Linked DNA regions of Mus musculus: regions 1 and 3 are each linked to region 2. Evidence: chromatin contacts called from public HiChIP or PLAC-seq data. All regions are on one chromosome and are shown on one strand. Each heading gives the region's core, a stretch centred on a gene start, on an enhancer-like site or on the middle of the called end of the contact. The rest is flanking DNA. Distances are from core to core; before and after follow the strand shown.

Region 1 (3,367 bases), core at 30-2,529, 180 kb before region 2:
CTATTACTGTGACAAACACCGCGGTCAAATACAGTGTCTCTAGTCACCTGCCTATGACGAAAGGATCTCTTTGGTTTATATGTTTTAATCAAAGTCCGTCACTGCTGGACCCTGGAGGCAGGAGCTGATGCAGAGGCCATGGAGGGATGCTGCTAGCTGGCTTGTTTCCCATGACTTGCTCAGCTTTCTTTCTTTTCTTTTTTTTTTTTTTAAAGATTTATTTATTTATTATATGTAAGTACACTGTAGCTGTCTTCAGACACTCCAGAAGAGGGCGTCAGATCTTGTTACAGATGGTTGTGAGCCACCATGTGGTTGCTGGGATTTGAACTTCAGACCTTCGGAAGAGCAGTCGGGTGCTCTTACCCACTGAGCCATCTCACCAGCCTCAGCTTGCTTTCTTATAGAACCCAGGTTTGCCTGCCTAGGGTTGGCACTGCCTCCTGCGGGCTGGGCCCTCTCCTATCAAACTGATCAAGAAAATGCCCTAAAGACTGGCTCATAGGAGATTCGATGGAGGCATTCTTTTTTTTTTTTTTTTTTTCTCCATTGAGGTTCCTCTTCCCAGATAACTTTTCTGTGTTAAGTTGACAAACAACGAACCACAATAGGGAAAAGAAAAATGTAACTGAGACCCTATGGTTTCTTTCTCTTTTTTTCCTTTTCCTTTTCCTTTTCCCTTTCCCTTTTCCTTTTCCTTTTCCTTTTCCTTTCCTTCTTCTTCTTCTTCTTCTTCTTCTTCTTCTTCTTCTTCTTCTTCTTCTTCTTCTTCTTCCTCTCTCTCTCTCTCTCTCTCTCTTTCTCTCTCTCTCTCTTTGTCTTCTCCTAGTTTTAATTTCGTTCCTATCATTTACTGAATTTAATGTAAAACATTTAGCATTTTGCAAGGTATGCCTGAAGGCGGGGCCTTGGAATGGAGGTCACCCCTGGAAGCTCGAGAGCTCCTTCACACAGTGAGTTGTGTGAGGGAGTAATAAAAGCGCCATCACATTAGCATCCCTCAAAATGGCGACTCTGAGGGATTTCAGAGAACCAAGAACAGGCGTGAGGAAGGAAAGCAGCCGAGGCTCCATGGAAGCAGGAGCGGAACCCCAGAACCACGTGTGTCTCTTTGCTGCACTGCCCGCTGACTGCTTTCCTGCTTCACTCTGTGCATATCCTCTCCAGTCCTCTCTGTCTATAGTGGAGCTTTCTAAGCCTCTCTCTGTGCTGGGCTGCTCTCCTGGTGCGTGAATGGAACTTATAGACGCAGGGGGTCACATCACGTGACACACACGTGATGAACCCAAGTCTGGAATAGTTCTCAGGGAAACCAGGATTCAATGAGGCGAAACCCCAGAGCTAGCCACAGCATGCCGTGCCATTATTTCTTGTTCATTTGATTGCACTCTAAGGAGAATATAGAGTGGGGACTGAGTGAAAGCCTCACTTTGTCAGGGAAATTCACAAGTATTTATTGAACACAATAAAGCGGCAGAGCAGAGGACAATAAGGCTGAAAGCAGTTGATTTCCTCCCACGGACTTCTAAAACCATTGTGACTCTCATTGGGAAATGGATCCTAAGTGACTACTGTGTTCATACAGAGCTGTACCCAGTCAGCATCACTGGGCTCCAGAGAAATACACTTTAAAACATCCGTAGTCTACTTCTATTTTTTGACTAAAGAGTGCTTTATGTAAGGAGGTAACTGAGGAGCTGGAGGCCGGCGAGGCTCTTCCCCGGTGTCTCCCTCTGCTGAACAGCACTTCACATCCCACGGAATGGCGAACATAAAAAAAGGATGACAATTCCAAGTGAGTGTGAGAATGTGGACAGACTGGAACGTTCGCTCATGTGTGTTGGATGGGTGTGTAAAGTGTACTAAGTCAAGAAAATGGTCAATTATAAATCACCATACAGTCTGGCGATTTCATTCCTGGTTCTATTTCCAAGAGGAAAAAAAGAAGAAGGAGGAGGAGGAGAAGGAGGAAGAGGAAGAGGAAGAGGAAGAGGAAGAAGAAGAGGAAGAGGAAGAGGAGGAAGAGGAAGAGGAAGAGGAAGAGGAAGAGGAAGTCGTCTACTCAACAGAAAACACATATACAACAAAGGTTGATGGTGCTTTCTTCTTCTTTTGAAAGATTTATTTATTTATTACATGTAAGTTCACTGTAGCTGTCTTCAGACACTTTTTCTTCTCTCTCCAGGCCCACTTGCTCTAGCCCAAAGGTTTATTTATTTATTACATGTAAGTACACTGTAGCTGTCTTCAGACACCCCAGGAGAGAGCGTCAGATCTCATCACAGATGGTTGTCAGCCACCTTGTGGTTGCTAGGAATTGAACTCAGGACCTCTGGAAGAGAAGTCAGTGCTCTTAACCTCTGAGCCATCTCTGCAGCCCTGGTGCTTTCTTCTTAATAACACAAAGCTGTAAGCAACTCACCTGTTCAACCATAGCAGAATGGGATAATAAACTCTAGGATGGTTGTATAATGGGCCGCCACACAGTAATAACAAGAATGAATCCGTGCTCACACAACAGGGCTTGTGAACCGATAGGCTTAGTATCCAGGGAAAGAAGGCCAAAGCAGAAGAACATGTACCATAAGTAGCTCACGATCCCGTCTTCAGGAAGCTCGGGGTCAACAAGTCCATGGAGAAGGACCGCAGACTGACGTTACCTTCGAGGGCTTACAGACTGTAGGGGTCCTGATTGAGCACCACAGGAGAACAGAAGCAGTTTACCTATGGACAGAATGGTTGTTACATAGGTATAGACTACATACATTTTTAACCACGTTGCACACATTAAAAATACACTTTTTACTCTATGGATAAGTTATATCTAAGCTAAAAACCAAAACAGAAAACTACCCCATTTGATCTTCACAGAGAAGAGCCTTGGTAAGATTTCTCCAAGCTGGAGAGAGTTCTACCCTCCTGTCCATCCTCGGTGCCCTTCAAACATCCTGATCTGGTGCCACGGCTCCCTTCTGGACTTTGCTTCCAACTGTTTGGTTTTGGTGACGCCTTGTGAATGGATAATAGCTCAACTCCCGTCAGCTTTGACTGGAGAGTGAGGGGGCACGTGAAGTATGCAGCGGGTAGCAGCAGTTTGGTGCTTAGCAGCACGGTGTGTAGATGGCAAGGGAGATAAGGGTTTAGCTCACTTGGCACACACCACCCTGTGCCCGGGGAAGAATTCATAGACAGGAAAACAGATTCCCATGGCATGTTGGTTTCGCTCAGAGCCTGTCCTGGCTAGAAATACTGGCACTTGACACTTTTTCCTACCTCTGTTATGGACAAAAAAATTCTTTGTACAAGGAGACAATCAGGTGTCTTGGAGGCCCTTGGGGGCTCTTCCTCTTCATCAGTGACATTCTAT
Region 2 (3,599 bases), core at 850-3,349:
CTGTCTTCAGACACACCAGAAGAGGGCATCAGATCTCATTACAGATGGCTGTGAGCCACCATGTGGTTGCTGGGAATTGAACTCAGGACCTCTGCAAGAGCAGTCAGTGCTCTTAACTGCTGAACTCTTTCTCTCTAGTCCAGAAAAAAAAAACAAACAAACAAACAAAAAAAAAACAACTTTGTCACAAGAATCTAGGTCTATAGAGATTGCTTAACATTTTGACATTTTCTTTGTGGATTTTGGTTTTATATATATATATATATATATATATATATATATATATATATATATATGAGTATTTTTGCCTTCATGTATGTCTGCAAACCACATGTGCCACAGCAGCCAGAAGAGGGAGTCAGCACCCCTGGAGCTGGAGTTACAGTGTGTTGTGAGCTGTGGGTGCTAGGAACCAAACCTGGGTCCTCTGTAACTGCAGACAGTGCTCTTACGCCCTGAGCCATCTCTCTATCCCTTGAGCATTTTGTTTAACTTAAACTTTTCCAGTGCCTGTTAGAGCACATGTGTTCTCTGGGGTGGGTACTGTACTGGTTACTGGTTTGATTGCTGGGACAAAGTGCCTGACAGAGCATCATTTACCTTACACTTGCATGATTGGTAGAAACAGGGGAAACAGAGGTCACTGGGAGACCAGGGACAGATGCCACCTGCTAGCCCTATCACTGTGGCCCTGCCTCTGCCAGGAGCAGCCAAGGACTGAGTGCCCAGACACATGATCCTATGGAAGGGCATTTCACATTCAAACCAGATCAGATACTGTGTGTAATAAGGTGTAATCTACTTCCTTCAAAGTTACTATAGGGCTGATGGTGTGGCTTGGTGGTGGACCACTGAACTGGTATAATGAGATTCTGGCTAGAGCTCAGTATATATTACAGAAAGAGAAGAGGAGTGGGGGGGGGGGGGACTTCATTTCATCAAATCTAAGCTGTCATTCGTATAAAATATAACATACCACCAGGAAATAAAATCCTCTCTGTTAAATACACATTTTTCAGACATGAAATTTTAAGACACATAAATCCAGAGATGTCATATACGAAATTTCATGCCCTGTAAAATACACAGTAACTATAACCCTTTGAATTTAGGGTCTCCTAATGTCAAAGAATTATAAAGCACACAAGAGCAGTGACAGCTGGAAGCCACACGCACCTGTGTCTGAGCCTTCCTAAAGTCAGTAGCATCTTCTCTGAGTCTCAGAGACATCTTGTCATAAAGAAGACCAAAGCCACAAGGCTGCACCCTGCTCTCTGCCACCCATGGGCAGGAGTCCCTGGACCTGCTGCCCTCAAGGACTGTTCAGACAGATTCCATGAGATGGCATAAAGATCTTAGGAAAGAATCTAAAAAAACAACCCCTGAAAACTCAGTAATATAAACATTATTATTATTCCTCTAAAACCAGTGTCTCTGATTTTAGTTTAATTAATTTTATAGTTTACAGAAATATTTTTAAAGATCTGCTTTTTTCGTTTTGTTTTTTGTGTATGCGTGTATGTTTGTGTGAGTCTATGCCACATGTGTGCAGGAGACCAAAAGAAAGGGGTCAAATCCCCTGGCCTGGAGCCACCTGATGCGGGTACTGGGCACCGAACTCAAGTTTGCTGGGAAAGTACCAGTATCCGTCTTTCCAGCCCTACAGAAATACTTTAAAAAACAATCATATTCTGCTGTCTTTCCCAGCCTGTTTATCCCACTACCTTTTTGCAGTAGAGTCAATAAACTAAATTTTCCTTTTTGCAATATTTTTAACTTAAAATGTCTTTGAGAACATGAGTGCCCCATTTACACCGTGTCCTGTCCTCCTCTGAACCTCTTCTTAAAAACAGCCTGTACCCACATAAAATGTAGCCTCTACCCTCTAACCACGCCCCTACTCCTTTCTAGTTAGAATGCAATTTAAGGGGGAGGGGTGCTCTTGAAATGTAGGATTTTAAGGGAGGGGGAAATCATTTCCCATCTCTGACTTAATTTTGGTGCATAACTGAGTTTCAGTCAGCTGCACCCCAGCTACCTCACGGGACCCCGTGTCTGTCTGATCACGTGATGAGTTGTGAAGCCCCACGTGACGGATGTGTTAATTCACAGCCAATGCCTCTTTTTCTCATTCGCTCGTCTCCCGGGCACGTGATACTTGGCTCCCTTCCACCACTGGTCCTTAACAAAAATGAGATGTGCTTGCTTTGCAGGGGGAATGCAAGATTACAACTACATCTGGGCCCAGTGCTTTGAAATTACCCTGGAGCTGTCGTGCTGTAAATATCCTCGCGAGGAGAAGCTGCCGCTCTTTTGGAACGATAACAAAGCCTCTTTGATCGAATATATAAAACAGGTGCACCTAGGTTTGTGTCCTATATCTTCTTGTTAACACTCACAGCGTGGGTAGAACCTTTGCGTCGAGCATATACAAAACCTCCTCCGGGGACTTGGGGCTGGACCTGGTTTTCTATGCCAGGACTAAGGGTTTGAATTCTCAACGTGTTATCTACAGTGTGTGAGAGATGCTAGGCTTAGCTGTTCGTTCGTAAGAGAGGATGAGTCACTTGTTTTGAGGGCGTAAAAGCCCAGAGTTCCCCCAATTTTACATATGGAATGATATGCAAATCTGGCAAAAAGATCAGGAAAACCGGATGTACTCTTGCAACATCTTCAATCAGAAGCCTAGTTGTAGCCCGCTGCGTGGCTCTGCAGGTAAATGCGCCTGCGCCAAGCCTGGTGCCCTCCGTTCATCCTGGGAGCCCACAGGGTGGAAGGAGAGACCTGACTACTGTCCTCTGACCTCCAAACTCTTATGCCATAGAGCACGGGGGCCTCCCCAAGACAATAAATATGTAAATAAGCAAATGTAAAAATTTGAAAATAAAACCGAGTGCTGCCGGCACCTTTATAACATTACAAACATATCATTGGCTCCCTCCACCTTACGTAATCACCGTGCTGGGTCCTTGGTTGTTATTCTGACATTTCAGTTTCCGCTGGCCTTTTCCCGTGAGTCCTGGAATAACTGAACCATCATCCATTAAGGCTCTCCCGATACTGATTCTTTAGTAAGTCACTCTGAATTCTTTTGTGAAGTCACCCTTCGTCACTATCATCAAGGAGGTGTAACAAGACATGAATATGTCTCTGCCCCTCGCTGCCCTCTCTGTCGCCTTTTAATCTAGCCATCGGGATGATGGGATGATCCACAGAGCGCTGAATCAGGGCCAGCTTCGCATGCCATGTTTAATACGGTATTAGTGTGCAGAAGCTGTGCAGCCCGATAAATAATAAGTAATAAATAATAGCATAAGCATCGTTGGCAATGGTATATTGAGTTTATGAGTCCATTTAATTAGGCCGTATCAAGAATATTTTTCCACCCGCCTGTCCCTGTAATCTGCTGAGAACTCAGATAACAGTAGGTTTATTAGCACGTCAATCCTGCCCCCTTGTGGTTTAAGACAGGAATATTTTTTTCTGACTTTAAAAAAAAAAAAAGAAACTATTTCAAAATACTGATGTGGTTGTTGCTACTTATTAGAAAGTCTTGCTCCACATTAGTGCCCTGCCTGCTGTCAGAGAGAACTGTCTCT
Region 3 (3,310 bases), core at 296-2,795, 200 kb before region 2:
GGAATTTCATAAATTCATTCTTTTTAATAGCTGAGTAGTACTCCATTGTGTAAATGAACCACATTTTCTGTATCCATTCCTCTGTTGAGGGGCATCTGGGTTCTTTCCAGCTTCTGGCTGGTTCAACATCCTTAATCATCAGGGAAATGCAAATCAGAACAACCCTGAGATTCCACCTCACACCAGTCAGAATGGCTAAGATCAAAAATTCAGGTGACAGCAGATGCTGGCGTGGATGTGGAGAAAGAGGAACACTCCTCCATTGTTGGTGGGATTGCAGGCTTGTACAACCACTCTGGAAATCAGTCTGGCGGTTCCTCAGAAAATTGGACATAGTACTACCGGAGGATCCAGCAATACCTCTCCTGAGCATATATCCAGAAGATGTCCCAACTGGTAAGAAATTATTAATTTTTTAAAAAGGTTTATTTATTTATTGTATATATGTGAGTATGCTGTCACTGTCTTCAGACACACCAGAAGAGGGCGTCAGATCCCATTACAGATGGCTATGAGTCACCATGTGGTTGCTGGGAATTGAACTCACGACCTCTGGAAGAGCAGTTAGTACTCTTAACCACTAAGCTATCTCTCCAGATCCATCTCAAAATTCTTAGTAGCTGCTCAATAAGAGTCCCTTTCAGTTTTCATTGCGCTCAGCAAATTACATAACTTGTCCAGATCTCCAATGTAGTTGCTTTCATTGACCGGTCTCTTGTTCCAAGTTATTTTATTTTTTATTTTTTTTTTTTAAGACAGGGTTTCTCTGTGTAGCCCTTTTGGAACTTGCACTGTAGACCAAGCTAGCCTTGAACTCACTAAAATCCATCTGCCTCTGCCTCCCCAGTGTGTGTGCTACTAAAGCTGTGTGCTACCACAACCAGTGTCCTGGTTACTTCTTTAATGGTCCACACCTGACCTTTATCCTTGTGACTGTATCCATTTTCCAGACTTTCTTACTTTTCCTCTTCCACCCCAAGGCCTGGAGCAGCAGTGCTCAAACTGTGGGCTGTGACTCCTTAGTGGGAGTCGAGCGACCCTTCCACAGGGGTCACATATCAGTTAGCCTACACACCAGATACTTACATTACAATTTAGAACAGTAGTAACAATACGATTATGAAGTGACCACAACAATAATCTTACAGTTGGAGGCCATCACAACATGAAGAACTGTATTAAGGGCCACAGCACTAGGGAAGACTGAGAAACCGCTGGCCTAGGGAATGGCTGACATGTTGTAAATGCTCAGACAATGTCTGCAGACGCCCCGAATGGCCCGAAGAGAAACCAACAATATTCCCATGGCAAAGGTAAGAAGCTGATTATTGGGATTAAGTCACATTTGGGATCAGGTTCCTTCTGAAAGAGGTCATTAACTCCGGATACTCCGTCTCTGCCTCCTCCTCAGCTCCTTTTCTGTTTGAGCTGTAAGCTGCTTTCACGCATGACTGTTCACGCTGCGTCCCTGTTCACCCTAGCCCTGATTCTGCAAGGCGAGCCGGGAACGCTGTACTGATTCAGACAGCCGTGGTCAAAGAGACAGGCCGGCCAATGCGCAGTTCAGACTTCAGGATTCAGGCTTCCAGGAGTTTTTGTGTGACCTTGGAGCATAAACGGCGGCGGCGCTGTTTCCACACAGAGGGATGAAGGGACTCCATCCTGCTCTCTCCTGGTAACGCACCCAGCAGACGTGGAGTATCAGAGCAACACCAGAGAAGCCGGGCTCAGTGATGGAGCATGTACAAGGAGAACCTATCCATAATATACAGCCCTCCCTCCCACCCACCCGCCCCAGCTCCACGCATGCTCACAACAGCAGCACGCCTACATTTGTACTGCTGGTTGTGGTGGAAGTGTTGCTCTTGGCTTTTTGTTTGTTTTGTTGGCAGTAATTGGGGTGAAATATAGGAGGCCTTTATACAAGATAGGCAAGCTTTCTCATCGCAGAGTTAAATCTCCATTCCACTTTGGGTTTTACGTTTTACTTTGAGACAGGGTGTCATTAAGTTGCTTAGGTTGGCCCTGAACTCACTCTGTAGTTCTGGACTCAAACCGGTGACCCTCCAGCGTGAGCTTGGGTTTCCTTGGCTATGAAAAGACTTGATGAAACATGAAAAGCTGGGAATGGCGGGGCACCCCCTTAATCCCAGCACGGGGACACACAGTTGAATGAGTTATTTTGGCATTTTTATTATTGCATTTGTTGTTATTAAGCAGTTGTGGGTGGGGGCAGTTCATACCGGGATTAGATGGTTACTTTCATGTCTCTTATCAGTATCTCTTGACTAGTCAGCTTGGAACATTGGCTACTGACTTCCTGCTACCACAGACAAGGGTTCCACCTCTGTCTCCTGCCCCTACACCTTTGCCCTCCCTCCTTCTGACACAGAGCACCACACTCTGTTCTTCATTTTCTTTCATATCTTGGGCAAAAAAGGGAAGAAAACTGCTTGTTCTCAGCCCAGTGCCACGAACTCAGATACAATCTTAGTGTAAACCGCTCTATCAGATCTTCCCCAGAGGAGAACTCAGATAGGGCTTTTAAATGTAGAAAACAGAGACTACTCTCTAAGGACAATGAGATCTCAGGAATTCTCTTTGGGTTTCTGGACCATTTGACTCCTGACCCCTCTATCTCTCTCTTCCTTCCCTCCTTCCTCCTTTCCCTCCTTCCTCCCTTCCCTCCCTCCTTCCTCCCTTCTCTCCTTCCTTCCTCCCTTCCCTCCTTCCTTCCTCCCTTCCCTCCTTTCTCCCTTCCCTCCTTCCTCCCTCCCTTCCTTCCTTCCTTCCTTCCTTCCTTCCTTCCTTCCTTCTTCCTCCCTCCCTCCCTTCCTTCCTTTCTTTTAAAAGAAGTTCTTCTTCCTTAACTATTTTTTGTTTTGCTTTGGATTTTGAATCTCACTGTGGAGTCCTGGCTGTCCTAGAACTTACTAAATGGACCAAGTTGGCCTCAAACTCACAGATGTGTGCCTGCCTCTGCCTCTGGAGTGTTGGGATTAAAGGAGTGAGCCGCCATGCTCAGGTTTTTCCTGGTCTCCTTAGCCAATGCTCAGCCTAAAAGCCTTTCACCTTGAGGAGTGGGTAGCACGTGCCTGCAGTTCTAGCACCTAGGGCTGAGACAGGAAAATCACTGCCCATTCAGAGCCAGCCTGGGCTACATGGGTGAGCCTGTACTACAAAAGTAAAAACACACAACCCCTGCTCCTTCACCAACTCCGTGTCCCCCGCTAGTTCCTTTAACACTTCACCCCCGTTCCTCCACTGTTCTTTGATTCACTAAAGAGTCTCCAAGTTTTTGTCTCCAATG

Evidence for each region. HiChIP or PLAC-seq counts read pairs in DNA pulled down with a chosen protein or histone mark.
Region 1: a contact with region 2 is called in an H3K4me3 HiChIP or PLAC-seq map of embryonic basal ganglia, with 2.3 times the contacts expected there. The contact joins two enhancer-like sites. A contact is called at or near these places in 2 of 15 datasets of contacts at CTCF or cohesin (CD8 T cells and large pre-B cells), 5 of 484 Hi-C or Micro-C datasets (B cells, bone marrow-derived macrophages, cerebral cortex and 2 more), 15 of 115 datasets of contacts at active chromatin or transcription factors (CD8 T cells, T-cell acute lymphoblastic leukemia, craniofacial prominence and 11 more) and 3 of 9 other capture datasets (adipose tissue, liver and pancreatic islet).
Region 3: a contact with region 2 is called in an H3K4me3 HiChIP or PLAC-seq map of forebrain, with 3 times the contacts expected there. The contact joins two enhancer-like sites. A contact is called at or near these places in 9 of 39 promoter capture datasets (embryonic stem cells, epiblast stem cells, frontonasal cranial neural crest and 6 more), 28 of 484 Hi-C or Micro-C datasets (DN3 thymocytes, the G1E-ER4 cell line, the HPC-5 cell line and 18 more), 20 of 115 datasets of contacts at active chromatin or transcription factors (the 230-238 cell line, CD8 T cells, SST interneurons and 14 more) and 3 of 9 other capture datasets (adipose tissue, liver and pancreatic islet).

The regions. Positions count from the first base shown.
Region 1 is chr10:117,495,007-117,498,373 of GRCm38.p6, forward strand. No RefSeq gene overlaps it. Among named protein-coding and RNA genes, the nearest start is that of Gm51783, 40 kb to the left of the region's middle. Within about 2 kb of position 1,280, at least 5 of the 459 cell types and tissues checked have an H3K27ac peak or open chromatin away from gene starts, as enhancers often do. A contact at or near this core is called in embryonic basal ganglia, where this site is marked.
Region 2 is chr10:117,673,727-117,677,325 of GRCm38.p6, forward strand. Cpm (carboxypeptidase M) reads left to right here. Exons shown (of 9, transcript NM_027468.1): 7 at 2,214-2,366. Among named protein-coding and RNA genes, the nearest start is that of Gm25709, 13 kb to the left of the region's middle. Within about 2 kb of position 2,100, at least 87 of the 459 cell types and tissues checked have an H3K27ac peak or open chromatin away from gene starts, as enhancers often do. A contact at or near this core is called in SST interneurons, embryonic basal ganglia and forebrain, where this site is marked.
Region 3 is chr10:117,476,801-117,480,110 of GRCm38.p6, forward strand. No RefSeq gene overlaps it. Among named protein-coding and RNA genes, the nearest start is that of Gm51783, 22 kb to the left of the region's middle. Within about 2 kb of position 1,546, at least 35 of the 459 cell types and tissues checked have an H3K27ac peak or open chromatin away from gene starts, as enhancers often do. A contact at or near this core is called in SST interneurons and forebrain, where this site is marked.